2 separate regions of the Mus musculus genome follow, and region 2 is linked to region 1. Evidence: chromatin contacts called from public Micro-C data. All regions are on one chromosome and are shown on one strand. The core of a region is the stretch at or near the end of the contact, and the rest is flanking DNA. Distances in the headings are between cores, read along the strand shown. Region 1 holds the start of Med23 (mediator complex subunit 23). Region 2 overlaps Med23 (mediator complex subunit 23).

Region 1 (6,822 bases), core at 1,228-3,727:
CCAATATTCAATCCTATGCCTGATCAATAGTACTACTTACTGTAACACTACTTAAAAGTAGTGGGCCGGCCGGGCAGTGGTGGCACACGCCTTTAATCCCAGCACTTGGGAGGCAGAGACAGGCAGATTTCTGACTTTAAGGCCAGCCTGGTCTATAAAGTGAGTTCCAGGACAGCCAGGGCTATACAGAGAAAGCCTGTCTCGAAAAAAAAAAAAAAAAGTAGTGGGCCGGCGGTGGTGACGCACACCTTTTATTCCAGCTCTTGAGAGGCAGAGGCAGGCGGATTTCTGAGTTTGAGGCCAGCCTGTTCAACAAAGTTCCAGGACAGCCAGGGCTATATAGAGAAACCCTGTCTTGAACACACACACACACACACACACACACACTCACACCCAAAGTAAGTAAAAAGTGAAGAGAAACATCTAGCTAAGCATGGTGGTCTATCCTATGACACCAGGAAGCAGAGGAAGGCAGACTAAAAGTTCAAGTCTAACCTGGGCTACATAACAAAACTCTATCTGGAAAAAAAGAAAGAAAAATTTGAAAGCAAGAAGGTAGTTAATAAATATAGGTGGTAAGGACACATAACAATATGCTACACCGCTATAAGAAGTAAGAAAGAAACTGTAACTCAAAAAATTCCTTGAAATACCTTTAGAACTTATTATTAATGGTGAGAAGTACAGAGCTAACTGCTGACCAATACCTATGGTATATGGTGATTCTATAAAAATAATTCTGAGCCGGGCGGTGGTGGCGCACGCCTTTAATCCCAGCACTTGGGAGGCAGAGGCAGGTGGATTTCTGAGTTCGAGGCCAGCGTGGTCTCGAACTCAAAAAGCAGAAAATAATAATAGTAATAATAATTGTGAGCCTGAGGATGTAGTTCAGAGACGACTGTGTGCCTAGCATGTGGACACATGTTCACATGTTCGGAGACCAGTGTGTGAGGCCCTGTGTTCACCCCCCACACCCCAGCACTGTTTAAAGAGAAAAGAACGAAGATGGCTTTATAATCCTAGAACTCAGGACACAGAGAGACAGTCTTATAGCTAAACAGTTCTGGGAACACAAACTAGGATGCTGGCTTCAGACAGGAAGGGCAGGTGGCTGAGCTAGATCAGGAAGACGGCCAGCGTGTGGAGCTTGGTCACGCTTGCCTTATATATTTCAGGTTCACGTCAAAGCATGACCTGTTGAAAATAGAAAGTTTAAAACATGAACATATTGCCTTTAGGATCCATAACTGGGTGGCAAATTTTATACTAGCTCACAGGCACAGAAAGCCCAGCGGCTCACTTCTCTGTCTACAGTGCATCATGAGAAATACTACTCTAGTGGGGACTCTATCACAGTGTCTTTATGAGGACATATTTATAAATACTGGGCCATTTTTTGAATAGTGACATTTTTCTTTTACGAGAAAAGTTTAGCATATCTGTTTCCATTCAAAGCCAATTTATACAAAGAGGATAAAAACTACCTTACATAATATAACATAGAAGGAAATTTTTAAAACATTTCCCACTGCAATCTTATTACCTTGAACTTTTAACACAGGTTCTCCAGTAAGTACATTTACATAAAATGACAGCAGTCTTATTTTTCCCTTTCCTAAACGATCTTAAGAAAAAGATCAAAGAAGATGTAAAAAGTAAAAAGGAAGGCGTCAAACGTCATTAAGTGGATGTTCAACATGAAATGTCTCACCTGAGAAAGTCCACTCCAAAACTGCCGGAAGGCCGCCAAGCAGCTAATTAGTTTTGTTTTTTCATCCTCGGGGGTATCCATAAACATTCTGAAAAAACAAAAATCACATTATCTGCTGCTAGTTTTAAACAGGTACACATCCTGCAAGGTAGATTTTTTTTAACTCCTCAAAACCAACTTAAGTGGAATCTAACAAAGATAAATCTACAAACAACAATTAAAAAAACACACACACACACACAAAGATCTGCCTGCCACATACTCACCCTGGGAAGGCCTCTTCTATAATTTCTGTTTTCTGCAAACAAACAAAAACTAGTAAACGATCTGACTACTAAAAGGGGGCGGGGTGGGAGATGTCCCCGAGAGAAATATTCCCGGGCAATACAGATAGAGCACGACACTTTTATGGGGACCGCGGCGGGAACTAACAGCACTTTCTTAGATCTGGCAGCAGTCCGGGGATGGGGGGACCGCCACCCCGGTTCAGACGCCTATGTCAACATAGGGGCGGGAAAGGAGCTGGCCCAGGCCCGCAGCCTGGAGCCGCACGCAGCCTGCACTTCCCGGAGCCATGGCTCTGGCTTACGGACAGTGGCACTCACCACCACCTCCTCGAAAATGCTCTGCAGTTGCGTCTCCATCGGTACCATCGAGCCCCGGGCTCCCGGGGAACCCGGCGACAGACGGGTGAGAGCCAGGGTCGGGAAAGAATGGAGCGGAGGGGCGGAGCCACCAGCAGGAAGCCGCCGCTCTCTCTTGCTCTGTTACTTCCTTCGGTGCCAGGCGAATGAGCCCGCCCGGTGCTTACCCGTTACCAGCCCCTCTGAAATCTGTATCTCAGCCTGTTGGTTCCGCTCGTAGAGGTGACCCCGTAAGCTGACAGCGCTGCTTGATCCCGGGCAAGGCCACCCTCTCCTGGCTGGAGCCGGAACTGCGACCTGTTTGGAGTTTCATTTGCAGATCCGAATCACAAGGGCTGTGGCCAGAACCAAGTGGGTGACTGTCAAGAGCTGACCTCGTGAAGCAGTTGATACCACGTTATTCTTGCCCAATAGGACCCATGTCTTCACTATGGTACCCTCAGTTGCTAGCACAGTGATGGGCGTGTCGTCATCGTTTATTGAATGTTGAAAAAAAAAAAAAGAATAAACCCTTTATTGTTAATTCGCAAATAAGTGGCGGTACTAAGTACATCATTTTAAAACAATTTTCCCATCATCCTGGTAAATTTCTGAAAACTTTTTTTTTTATTGTCTTAGTATGAAGAAATTTTTGTCTATCCAAAGGCTATTCGTCAATGTTTTCTTCCAGAAACTTTGTTCTAGCTTTGGTATTTAAGTCCATATTTTTTTAATTGGTTTTCATGACTGGAGATAAGTTCTCACAGGACTTTTCCCTCTTTGGGGAGATGTAAATAAATGTTTATAAACCCTAAATAGAGGACATTGACAGATTAAAGAAAGGATCTTGCCGGGCGGTGATGGTGCACGCCTTTAATCCCAGCACTTGGGAGGCAGAGGCAGGTGGATTTCTGAGTTCAAGGCCAGCCTGGTCTACAAAGTGAGTTCCAGGACAGCCAAGGCTACACAGAGTAACCCTGCCTCAAAAAAAAAAAAATCTCATTCAAATCCAGCTTGGTAAAACAATGAGCTTATTATAGTTTCTTATAGAAGCACGTGACTCGGGTACCCTCATTACTAGGAACTCCTACCTCAAGCATAGATGACTTACAAAAAGGCATACCAGTGTAGTACCCTCCCAATAAAATATTTAAATTTAACACAATGTTGGAGAATTAGAGGGGCTTCTGGGGAATCGTGTAAGGACCATCTTGAGTTTCCATGGCGTCTTCATTTTATTTTATAGTTTTGAGACAGGGTATTTTGTATCCCAAGTTGACCATGAACTTACTATGTAGCAGAGTGACCTTGAATATTTGATCCTTCTATTTCTCATGGCGAGAGATGGGACGCCCCTGAGACTATCTGCCAGGAAGAAGTGTTGGGTTAGGTTTCAGATTGGACCTGGGGTTAGGGTTAGGTGTGCTAGGGTTTGGGTTAGGATTGAACTCAGGGCTTCCTGCTTGCTAGACAAACAGTTTACCAGTAAAGACACATTCCCACTCCCATCTCTCATGTGGGTTTCAGGCAACTGAAGCTGCTCTGCTCTAACAGTGAAGCAGGCACTGCTTCCTGAGAGCTTATGGGCAAGAAGCTGGTGATTTTCCAGTCATAGTCTGGCAGAAACTTAGCTTCCCAACAAATGTAAATGATATCCAATCACTGTATATAGCATTGTTTACTGTACCATAGCTACTGAGATGAACTGTTTAATTTTCTAGTTGAAGAGTAGCCTGAAAGACTTAACATTCAGTGTTCTGTTTGCTGTGGACATGATATGAAAGACTGTGTAGTTTAAATAATAGAGATTTATGTTGATGTTGATACAAATCTGGAGGACAGACAGTCTCCCTGGCTGGTAGATGGACATCTTCAGCTTTCTTGTTGTCTTTCCTTTTTGTGGCTGAGGTTGCTATTGTTCCTCCATATTCTCCTCCTTTTTTTTCCTCTTCCCATGTCTTCTGGTCTGTGATAAGGTCTTATGTGCTCCTAGGCTTGTCTTGAGCTCATTTTGTCAAACTGCCTTCTAAATATGTAGGCTTACACTTATAGACTTGTAGTAATGTCAGCCTTTAGTCAGAGAAGATACCAATATCCTGGTGTATACTTGCTAACTAGCCCTGAGGTCCCACCCCATACTGAGTAGCTATATTCTTGAATAAACAGGTTAAATGATGTTCGGGTCCCACCCTTTACTGAATAGGCAAATCCTGGCATAGATAGGCTAAATGATCTTCAGGTCCTACTCCTTACTGGGTAGATATAAGTAGTGGTTTGGGGGGACGGAAAACTCTTTCATTTTTGAAGATATGGAGTTGTCTATGCTCTAGTGCAGGGGTTCTCAACCTGTAGGTTGAGACCCCAACAGGGGTAACAAATCAGATATCCTATATATCAGATATTTATAGTCTATAACAGTATCAAAATTACAGTTATAAAGTAGTAACAAAATAATTCTATAGTTGGGGTCACCACAAAGAGAACTGCATTGAAGGGTTGCAGTTTTGGGAAGGTTGAGAACCACTACTATAGTTGGTTGCACTATATCTGTGTGTGTATAAGCAGCCCTAGCTAGACCTAGTGGGTTGTAAACAAAATAAGGCATGAAGCTGGGAGGAGGGCATGCTGAGGCAATACGAGGAGAATTGGAGCAGCAAACGGGGATAAATCGGATCATACTTCATTGTATACATCTATAAAATTCTCAATAAATTCACAGATAAATTTTTACATTTGTTTACATATGTATGTGCAAGTGCCACGGTGTGAGTGTCAAGGTCAGGGGTCAACTGTGAGGTCAGGGGGCAACTGTGGGTTCCAGGGATTGAGTTCAGGTCACCAGCATTTGCCTGAACCCCTGAGCCATCTCCTTGGCCCTGTTTAAAAGAAACCCCAACTCTACTTCATACTTTGTTTTTTCTGGAAAATATTTTCTGGGTTAAACCCAAGGATCCAGTTTTTTCTCAGTGGAGATTTACTGAAGGATTCAGGGCAATATTCAAGTTGATAAGTCTTCATCCCTGGCACCACGGATATTTGTGCACAATCACTCTGTCACAGCCTCCTGAATTTCTTCTGGGCATCTTTCTCATGTAGCCAGTAACTAGGTGATAACTCAGCAGGGACTCAGTCTCCTAGAAGCTTTGCTGTAGTCACTTCTGGTAGCAGAAAATTAAACAGTATTTTCTTTCTTTCTTTCTTTCTTTCTTTCTTTCTTTCTTTCTTTCTTTCTTTCTTTTTTTTCTTTAAGACAGGGTTTCTCTGTATAGCCCGGGCTGTCCTGGAACTCACTCTGTAGACCAGGCTGGCCGCGAACTTGGAAATCCTGCATCTGCCTCCCAAGTTCTGGGATTAAAGGCGTGTACCTCCACTGCTCAGCTAAACAATATTTCTTAATATAAAATACTAGGGACAGCATGCAATGACAGGGACTGCCAGCAGTAGTCTGGGATGGAGACATCTCAGTAGTCCGAGGCAGCTCTTTGTAAAAAATAGTTATTCCCATTTCTCCTAACCTTAGCCCTAAACAATGGCTGTATAGATTTCATTTGTGTGTGACTGCTTTTCAGTTGTCCTTGGTGTGCATAATTATGCTATTATATCTGACTTTCTTACTTCTTTCTCCTTCTGCTCTGGTGAATTCTGTGAAACTAGATGTTCCTTGATGTAATGATTCTTAAACAATTAAAAATTGAGGCATGGGGCACAGCACAACACAGCACAGCACAGCACAGCAGAGCACAGTCCTAATGGCCCAGGTGCATGCTGGGTGTTCTCATCTTGGAAACAATGTAACAACTGCACAATGGTAGTTCCAGATTAATGCTTGACTTGCAAAGAAAGTTTGAAGAAATTATTAGAAAATGAAATAGAGCCAACATTGGGACCCCAAGAAAGGGAAAATTATTAAAGTTATGAAATAAGTTTTGCATAACATTTGAGAATGGTTCCTGGATAAACAGGTATAGAATATGTAAAATCTTATATTAGTAAAACTACATCAAAACACTGAGACTCTTAGGAGAGTCATTGTGTGCAATGTGCAGAAGCAGAAAGTTAGCAGAACTATTGAGTTAAGGGTTAACTTGACTCTTTTTGGCCACTGCCCGGCAGCGTTGCCCATGTCATTTATCATTAGAGCTCCACAGGAAAATACATGTAGCTGGCCTCAGAGTTCTGAGCTCTGAAGTATAATAAGTTAAAGTTTAAATAATGATAGGTTTGCAATTATTATTATTTTGGCTATAGGCTGAGAATGGAAGCTTGAAACTTTGAGGAACAATTGTAATACTTAATTCTTTTTGGGATGTGGTTATTCTTTTGAATTTGATTTGGCAATGATTATACAATGTCTTTTTTTTTTACCTGCTATTGGAGTATCAATAAAAGACTGGGGCAAGAAAAAAGTGAGAGCGCATGAGAAGAGCATGTGAAGAGTGAGTGAAGAAAGAATGTGAAGAGTGAGTGAAGAGAGAATATGAGGCATAT
Region 2 (6,639 bases), core at 605-3,104, 36 kb before region 1:
CTCTAACAAGCTCTACCCCTGCTCCTGCTCATCTGTACAGAGACTTACAGTGACAAGCTAACATTATGACTCACTTCATCATCAAGCAGGTTAGAGGTAGAATGTGAGCAAACCTTGGTCTAGTGAATGTGACCACTGGTCATTCTCTTATCCCTGCACCTCAGCAGTGAGAGTGGGACGAGAAGACTGTTACCCACAGCGCTCACTTTGGGGCACAGGTCTGCCTGACAGCAACCCCGGCAGAAGTAAACAGACTCCAACTCCAGGACAAAGGACACAGACCTTTTCAGGACGACATTGAGAAGGGCATTCCCCACATCTTTGCCTGGAACCGCCAAGGCCATGAGTTCCACACACGTCACATGCAGAGCGTGGGCAGCGGGGTTGGGAAACTCATTGAATCTCCAGTCACAGTTTGGGAAGGGTCCTGGAGACTTGCCCGCCATGGGTGCAAAAGATTAAGGCAATAACAATTTGACTATTCTAAGATGAATGGTTCACACTTACATAATACAGTGTTTACAGGTTTCATAAAGTTCCAGACATAAGCATCTCATTTGATTATCAACTGATCTGATTATAGGCTGTCAAGAAGTGATTTAACTGAAATTAAAATATAAAAGGATAAACAATAAATACAAAGCAAACATGAGATAAGCTATCATGAGATAAGTGTTGCGTGACTTAAGCACACTGAGCAATACCCACGAAACAAGTGGTTGTACTTACACATGGACTCTCAGAACAGATGCTATACCAGGAGGAGACAGAACAATGTGGCCTCAGGCCTCTTTATCCGATTTCTTTTATAGTCGCAGGGCAATTTCATGTAAACATTTCTTTAAAAATGAGTAAGTCTGCTACCACAGGAAATACATTCTTTTATTTAGGCATGGTATACAGACATGTTATGTAGACTGCTGATAACTGTACACATGAAATCAAACTCAAGAAATAAAAACATACATAAAAAATAAAAAGCAAAAGCTAGCCGGGCAGTAGTGGCACACACCTTTAATCCCAGCATTTGGGAGGCAGAGGCAGGCAGATTTCTGAGTTTTGAGGCCAGCCTGGTCTACAGAGTGAGTTTCAGGACAGCCAGGGCTACACACAGAGAAACCCTGTCTCGAAACAAACAAACAAACAAAAAATTTGAGTCGCAACAGAGAAAACTCCTATACGTCTGGTATGATGATGCAATTTAAAGTTTCAAAACTTTTACACAGATAAAATAATCATAAAGGCCACTTTTAATCCCATCATATGGGAGGAAGATCTGTGAGTCTAAGGCCAGCCTGGCCTATACAGCAAGTTCTGGGCCAGTTATGACTCCACAGTTAGCCTGCCACTGGAGGCCTGAGGGTGAGTATAGCATGCGCTCACAGCCTCAGTTCCTGAGGAGCTGAGGCAGAGGACTGTCCAAGGCAATGAGGCTAAGGTTGGCCTAAGCAACTCAAAATTAAAAATGAGGTTTTGAAATACAAAGAACATTACCTTAAAAACCGCTCTTACAAGCTAAAATACTGCTATTTATGGAGAGTCTGGAAGAAACATGACAGAAGAAAGGATATTGTCTACCAGTCGGCCAATCAGCTTGCAGTAGTAGGAGTCCTCCGGAACCCAGGGGTTGTCCTCCCGTGCATTCATAGCATGCTTCAGGTAGGTATCACTGAGACACCAGCCCTGTGGCCGGTTATCTTTGAGGGAGCCAATGATTGCATGGACAAGTTTTCGTTTGAGATGGTCACGGTTTCTCAGGCACATTTCATAATAGTGCAAAGTATTATACAGATAAGTCACTGGCCGGTCTGTCAAGAAGAAAACAGCTCAGCGTGTTTATCAGGTTACTGATAAGTATGAAAGCGAATCCCGTGCTTCCATGACTACCTAAACACAGCTCAGAGAACTGACATTACTTCACACGCTGGACCATCACACACAGGGAGCACTTTAATCCTAAATCAGGCAGAAGATTCCTAACAACACACATAATTTGTGGTTGTCCTGAGCAGACACTTTTACTTCTGTACATTTACTGCACAAAAACGATGGAAAGCAGCAAATGTCAAGTACAGTCACAAACAAAGGGCTGAGAAATTATCACAGAGAGGTAGAGGTCTTCACATACTGACGTTAATAACCAACCTCAGCACAGCAGATGGGAGAAAGAACCAGGTGCAGAATGCTGCAATGTATTTTTAACCAAACAAAAGAAGGCAAAGAGTGAGAACCCAGAGTGGCACCTGACGGCCACCCAGGCAACTGTCACAGTGGCATCTAAGGAAGGTCACCCAGACAACTGTCATAGTGCCGGCTCAGACACTATGGCCAGCTGCACACACAGTGGGACTTGTCACTGCACACCCATTGGAGACAGTGTTCCCATGTCACCTAATCCAGAGCACTACTTTTAAAGGCATCCATTCTCCCTTGAGCCTGACACTTACTCTGTTCAGTAATATACTTCTGCTTTCACATTTTTGTCATGGGCTGTATCATGCTCTAGTTTCCAGTCTTAAGACCAGAGTTTCAATGGTCTTCTAAGTAAACACAGCCCAGCAAAATCGTGTTCCTGGTTCCGGTGTATCCACTGCATGGCCCACGGCTTTTTGAGAGGCTGTGGTGTAGTTCTGAGATGGGCTGTGAGCCACACCTAACCTCATCATTCTAAAACAATGACTCCCACCCACCCATCTTACTCCGTGACTTCCAGAACCACCATCTTTAGGTTATAAAACTGAAACTGGCATTTAATGTGAGCCTGCAGTCAGGCGTGTTTTCCTTTCCTGGCCTTATTTTAAAACTCACAGGTAAACATTCTTAATTCAGTTCAATAAAGCCATCTTCCTTCAAATAGGCCTTTATCTTCCACCACCGCAGTTTTCCCAAAAGACCCCATGACTCATGTATGCTTACGGCCCTCCTGCTCATACAAACTGTGCATAGCAAAAGTTCAAACTGCACCTCCCAGACCTCCTGACACCCACTTTCTTTATAGAGAAACCTCATGGCTCTGTGCTGTGCATCTTGTGACACCTGTATGACTTCACCCTGCAGTGCTTCAAACCTGCAGAACCACTTTTACTACATGGCGTGCTCAGCCTATCTGTTCATAAAGGTGTCAGATGGAATTACAAGCTGAACAAACTCACCATGGAATTTATATAAGCCCCCTAGGTGATCCAGGAGAGTCTCTAGTGATTTGGACACTGGAAGCAACTCTAAAAACCTGTGGATTACTATATCAAATACTGGAAGGAACCGGAGACACACATTTCCAAAGTAGATGGGCAGATAAGGGGACTGGATTGGTACAGGAGGGTCAACCTGCTCTGCCAGGCCTTCAAAATACAGCTTCTCGGGATATTTCTGTAGGTGAGGAGACAGACATGTGTTAGAGTAGCTCCAAAAAAGCGAGCACAAAAGAGCTACAAAAAAAAAAAAAAAAAAAAAAAAAAAAGAAAGGAAGGAAGGAAGGAAAGAAGGAAGGAAGGAAGGGAGAGAGAAAGAAGAAATCTACAAAAAAATATTTTTTAAAGCACATGCCTCCTTAAATCAGCAACACCCCAGCTCCCCAAAAGTCATGCAATACTAATTTTATTACTGCTATCTTCATTTGATTCAGAATCATGCCGACTTGAAGTACAGTTACATTTTACTCTTATTCATTAGCATAGCCTACAGCTAACTCGCTGTGGGTCTGTACAGAGGCCATAAAGGAAACCACAGGCCCACAATGCAAACAGCCCAATCAATTGAACAGCCATCCCCGCTGCTGCTCTCTCTCAGAGTGGGTACCTTGTGGTAGCTCATGTGCTTGGTGTGCCAGTCACTCTGGAGCCAGTGCTCTGGGGAATTCTCCTTCACAAAGTCACTTACTCGGTTTCTGAAGTCATTTGGTTTGAGCAACAGCAACTGAATTATGAAATAACAAACCTGGGCTTCATTTCCTTCATGACTACGCATAGCCTTTGGAAATAAACAGAAAAATTAAGAGAACTAGTCGTATCTGCATAAAATTATATTATTACAATTTCCTTAGATGTCTAGTCTACCCCAAACCAATCTTTCATCGCTCCTAAAGATGATTTGACCCTTTTGGCCTATTTGTGGTTCACTACTCCTCCTGCTAGGAATGTTTACCTTAAGGTAAAGCTTTCTTTGATGATGTCACGTGACGGCCTGTTTTCTGATGCTCTTTCCCCGCATCACTGCATTACCTTTGCCAGGTACACTGTCTTAGTCCCCCTACTACACTACAACTACCTGTACGTTTATGCTTCACAGAGAAGAGGTCAGTATTAATGAACGAAGTCACTACAAGTACAACCAGAATGCCCTGGCTGGCCTTGGGCTCTCAATGTGGACCAGCCTGGCCTTGAACTTAGGACAATCCCCCTGCATCTGCTGGGATTACAGGGATATGCCAACATACCCAAACACTAATAATTTTTTAAAAGTATTTAATTTCCTAGTGTAATTCAGTCTTTTCGTAAAACTTGGCTTGAAGGGTTGAAGTGTTTGCAGGCTCAGAGTCTGGAGCGCTGGCTGCTCTTGCAGGTGATGTGGGTTTGATTCTCAGCACGACAGGGCTCCTCAGAACTCTCTGTATCTCAAGTTCTAGATGGTCTGACACCCTCTGCTGGCCCCCAGACACACTGTCAACGTCACGTGCAAGCAAAACACTCATGCACATGAAAACAAAACAAACCCTAAAACAAACAGACGAACAGACGAACCAGCTACCTTTGAGATACACTAACAGGCAGAAGCCAAGGGAACACGTGGAGGATGCTGGGTACACACAACAGTCAGACTCCTGACGACTGAAGGGAATGATTACATCAGCTAGCAAAGACAAGCAATAGCTTTTCACTATTTCCTGACCTGCAGCCTCTGAGAATAAACCATTTGTATTTCAAAGCATAACAAGACCAGAAAAATCTATTTACTTTTGTATCTTCTGTGAATATAATACTAATCACTGAAAATGCACTGAAAAAGGGAATCCAGAAAGTCCTTCTTCTTTAAGGAAGCTTAAGCACAGCATAAGTCGGTGAAATTCTCTGAGGCCAAACAGAGGAAGTCAGCACGCGGCCTCCCACTCACACAATCCCATCACTGCATGGTAAAAAGGCTTAGAAACGTATTCTTACCAGGCAGAGAATGAGTCTGTCCAGCGTGACAATGTTGTACTTCCACACCATGTCGTTGAGAATTTCAATGCACTTATTGAGTTGCTGACCTCCTGCTGACGTAGAGAACTCATACACCAGGAAATCTGCAAATGTTCTCACATGGGCCACCAGGGCCCTGGCCCCAATCCTCTCCAGGACCCTACAAGGCAAAGAGTGAGAACTGAGCTCTGGCATGGACAACGCTGACTGCCAAGCAGACTGAAACCCGGGGCTTCTGGCTTACTTGTAGCCGATCTGACTAATATGATCCGTCTCCAGGAGCATCTTCCAGAGGAGACAGAGGAAGAGTGGAGGGAAGCCCTGCACAGAGAACTGGGTGATGATCTCGTTTTCATCAGTCATTGACTTCCACTTCCTGTACTCTTCTTCCACATTCTTCTTCAGATTAAAACGGCTTTCCTGGGGCACGTTATTTTGCTTGAAGAAAGCCTAAAAGGAAGATTCGAAGTTCATGTCACTGGATACAGAAAAAAGGAACACTGGACAATCGGAGGCGAGGAACTTGGTGTGCATTTGGTTCTGGCAGAACAAATACCTCCTTCTGTGTTTATGTGTCTTATAAAACTAAGTGTCCTTGAGTCAGGCAGTAATGAAAGCCTGAATGTGGGCTGGCGAGATGGCTGAGTGGTTAAGAGCGCCGACTGCTCTTCCAAAGGTCCTGAGTTCAAATCCCAGCAACCACATGGTGGCTCACAACCATCTGTAACAAAAATCTGATGCCCTCTTCTGGAGTGTCTGAAGATAGCTACAGTGTGCTTACATATAATAAATAAATAAATAAATATTAAAAAAAAAGAAAGAAAGAAAGCCTGAACGTTACAGGCTGGCCTAGCAACTCTAAGTTCCTTTTTTCTAAGTCCTAAACAGAAATTCTAAGCAAGTTTAAATTCAAAGTCTCTTCAATCATTTTATGCTAATCTTTGAGAGAAGGAAGAGAGGAAGGAAAAGAAGTGTGAGGTTACATAGGTTATATATGCAGTGTCTCCACAAGGAGAATCGGCTATGGCAGGCCAGTGGCTCGGATTCTGGTCCCTGAGGCGCACGCTCAGCCAGTCTTCAGGCCCTGCCCAGATCTGCTCAGCCAGCAGCTCTGAGGCTGGGATCCAGAATCTGTGATCTGTGACAAGCGACACTTTAGCTTCACTCAAGTCCACCGTGCTGTGGACTTCTCTGAGCTTCTCTGAGCAGACAGACATACCAGGTTTGCCTTCCTCCTCCTTATGCAGCCACAGTTATAATTCTGTTGTACAGTTAAAAAAAATCAACACAGTCAAACGTAGCTCCTTTATGCTCTAAGGGGTTTCACTGAAGCTTATTCTCCTCCGTCTTAGTGTTAGGACACAAGTTTTCAGGTGTTGTGCTAACTCCTGTGAGATTCTAAAGGTGTTCATTTAGAAACTGAAGCCATCACAATTGCTTTCTCAGGAGCACATTTAATCCT

Evidence for each region. Hi-C and Micro-C count contacts between places; a contact is called where the count stands out from the background.
Region 2: a Micro-C map of granulosa cells shows a contact between it and region 1, with 2.7 times the contacts expected there. The contact joins the enhancer-like site here to the promoter of Med23 in region 1. A contact is called at or near these places in 3 of 39 promoter capture datasets (the 3T3-L1 cell line, embryonic stem cells and macrophages), 89 of 484 Hi-C or Micro-C datasets (the AML12 cell line, B cells, the C10 cell line and 47 more), 6 of 115 datasets of contacts at active chromatin or transcription factors (the SCID.adh cell line, bone marrow-derived macrophages, embryonic stem cells and 1 more) and 4 of 9 other capture datasets (adipose tissue, embryonic stem cells, liver and 1 more).

What each region holds. Positions count from the first base shown.
Region 1 is chr10:24,865,641-24,872,462 of GRCm38.p6, reverse strand. Med23 (mediator complex subunit 23) reads right to left here and starts at 2,477. Exons shown (of 30, transcript NM_001166416.1): 1 at 2,317-2,477; 2 at 1,978-2,009; 3 at 1,712-1,799. The coding sequence starts at 2,364.
Region 2 is chr10:24,900,991-24,907,629 of GRCm38.p6, reverse strand. It overlaps Med23 (mediator complex subunit 23), which reads right to left. Exons shown (of 30, transcript NM_001166416.1): 20 at 5,422-5,627; 21 at 5,157-5,337; 22 at 3,799-3,969; 23 at 3,153-3,369; 24 at 1,572-1,808; 25 at 283-448. Among named protein-coding and RNA genes, the nearest start is that of Mir6905, 6.4 kb to the left of the region's middle. Within about 2 kb of position 1,854, at least 6 of the 459 cell types and tissues checked have an H3K27ac peak or open chromatin away from gene starts, as enhancers often do. A contact at or near this core is called in granulosa cells, where this site is marked.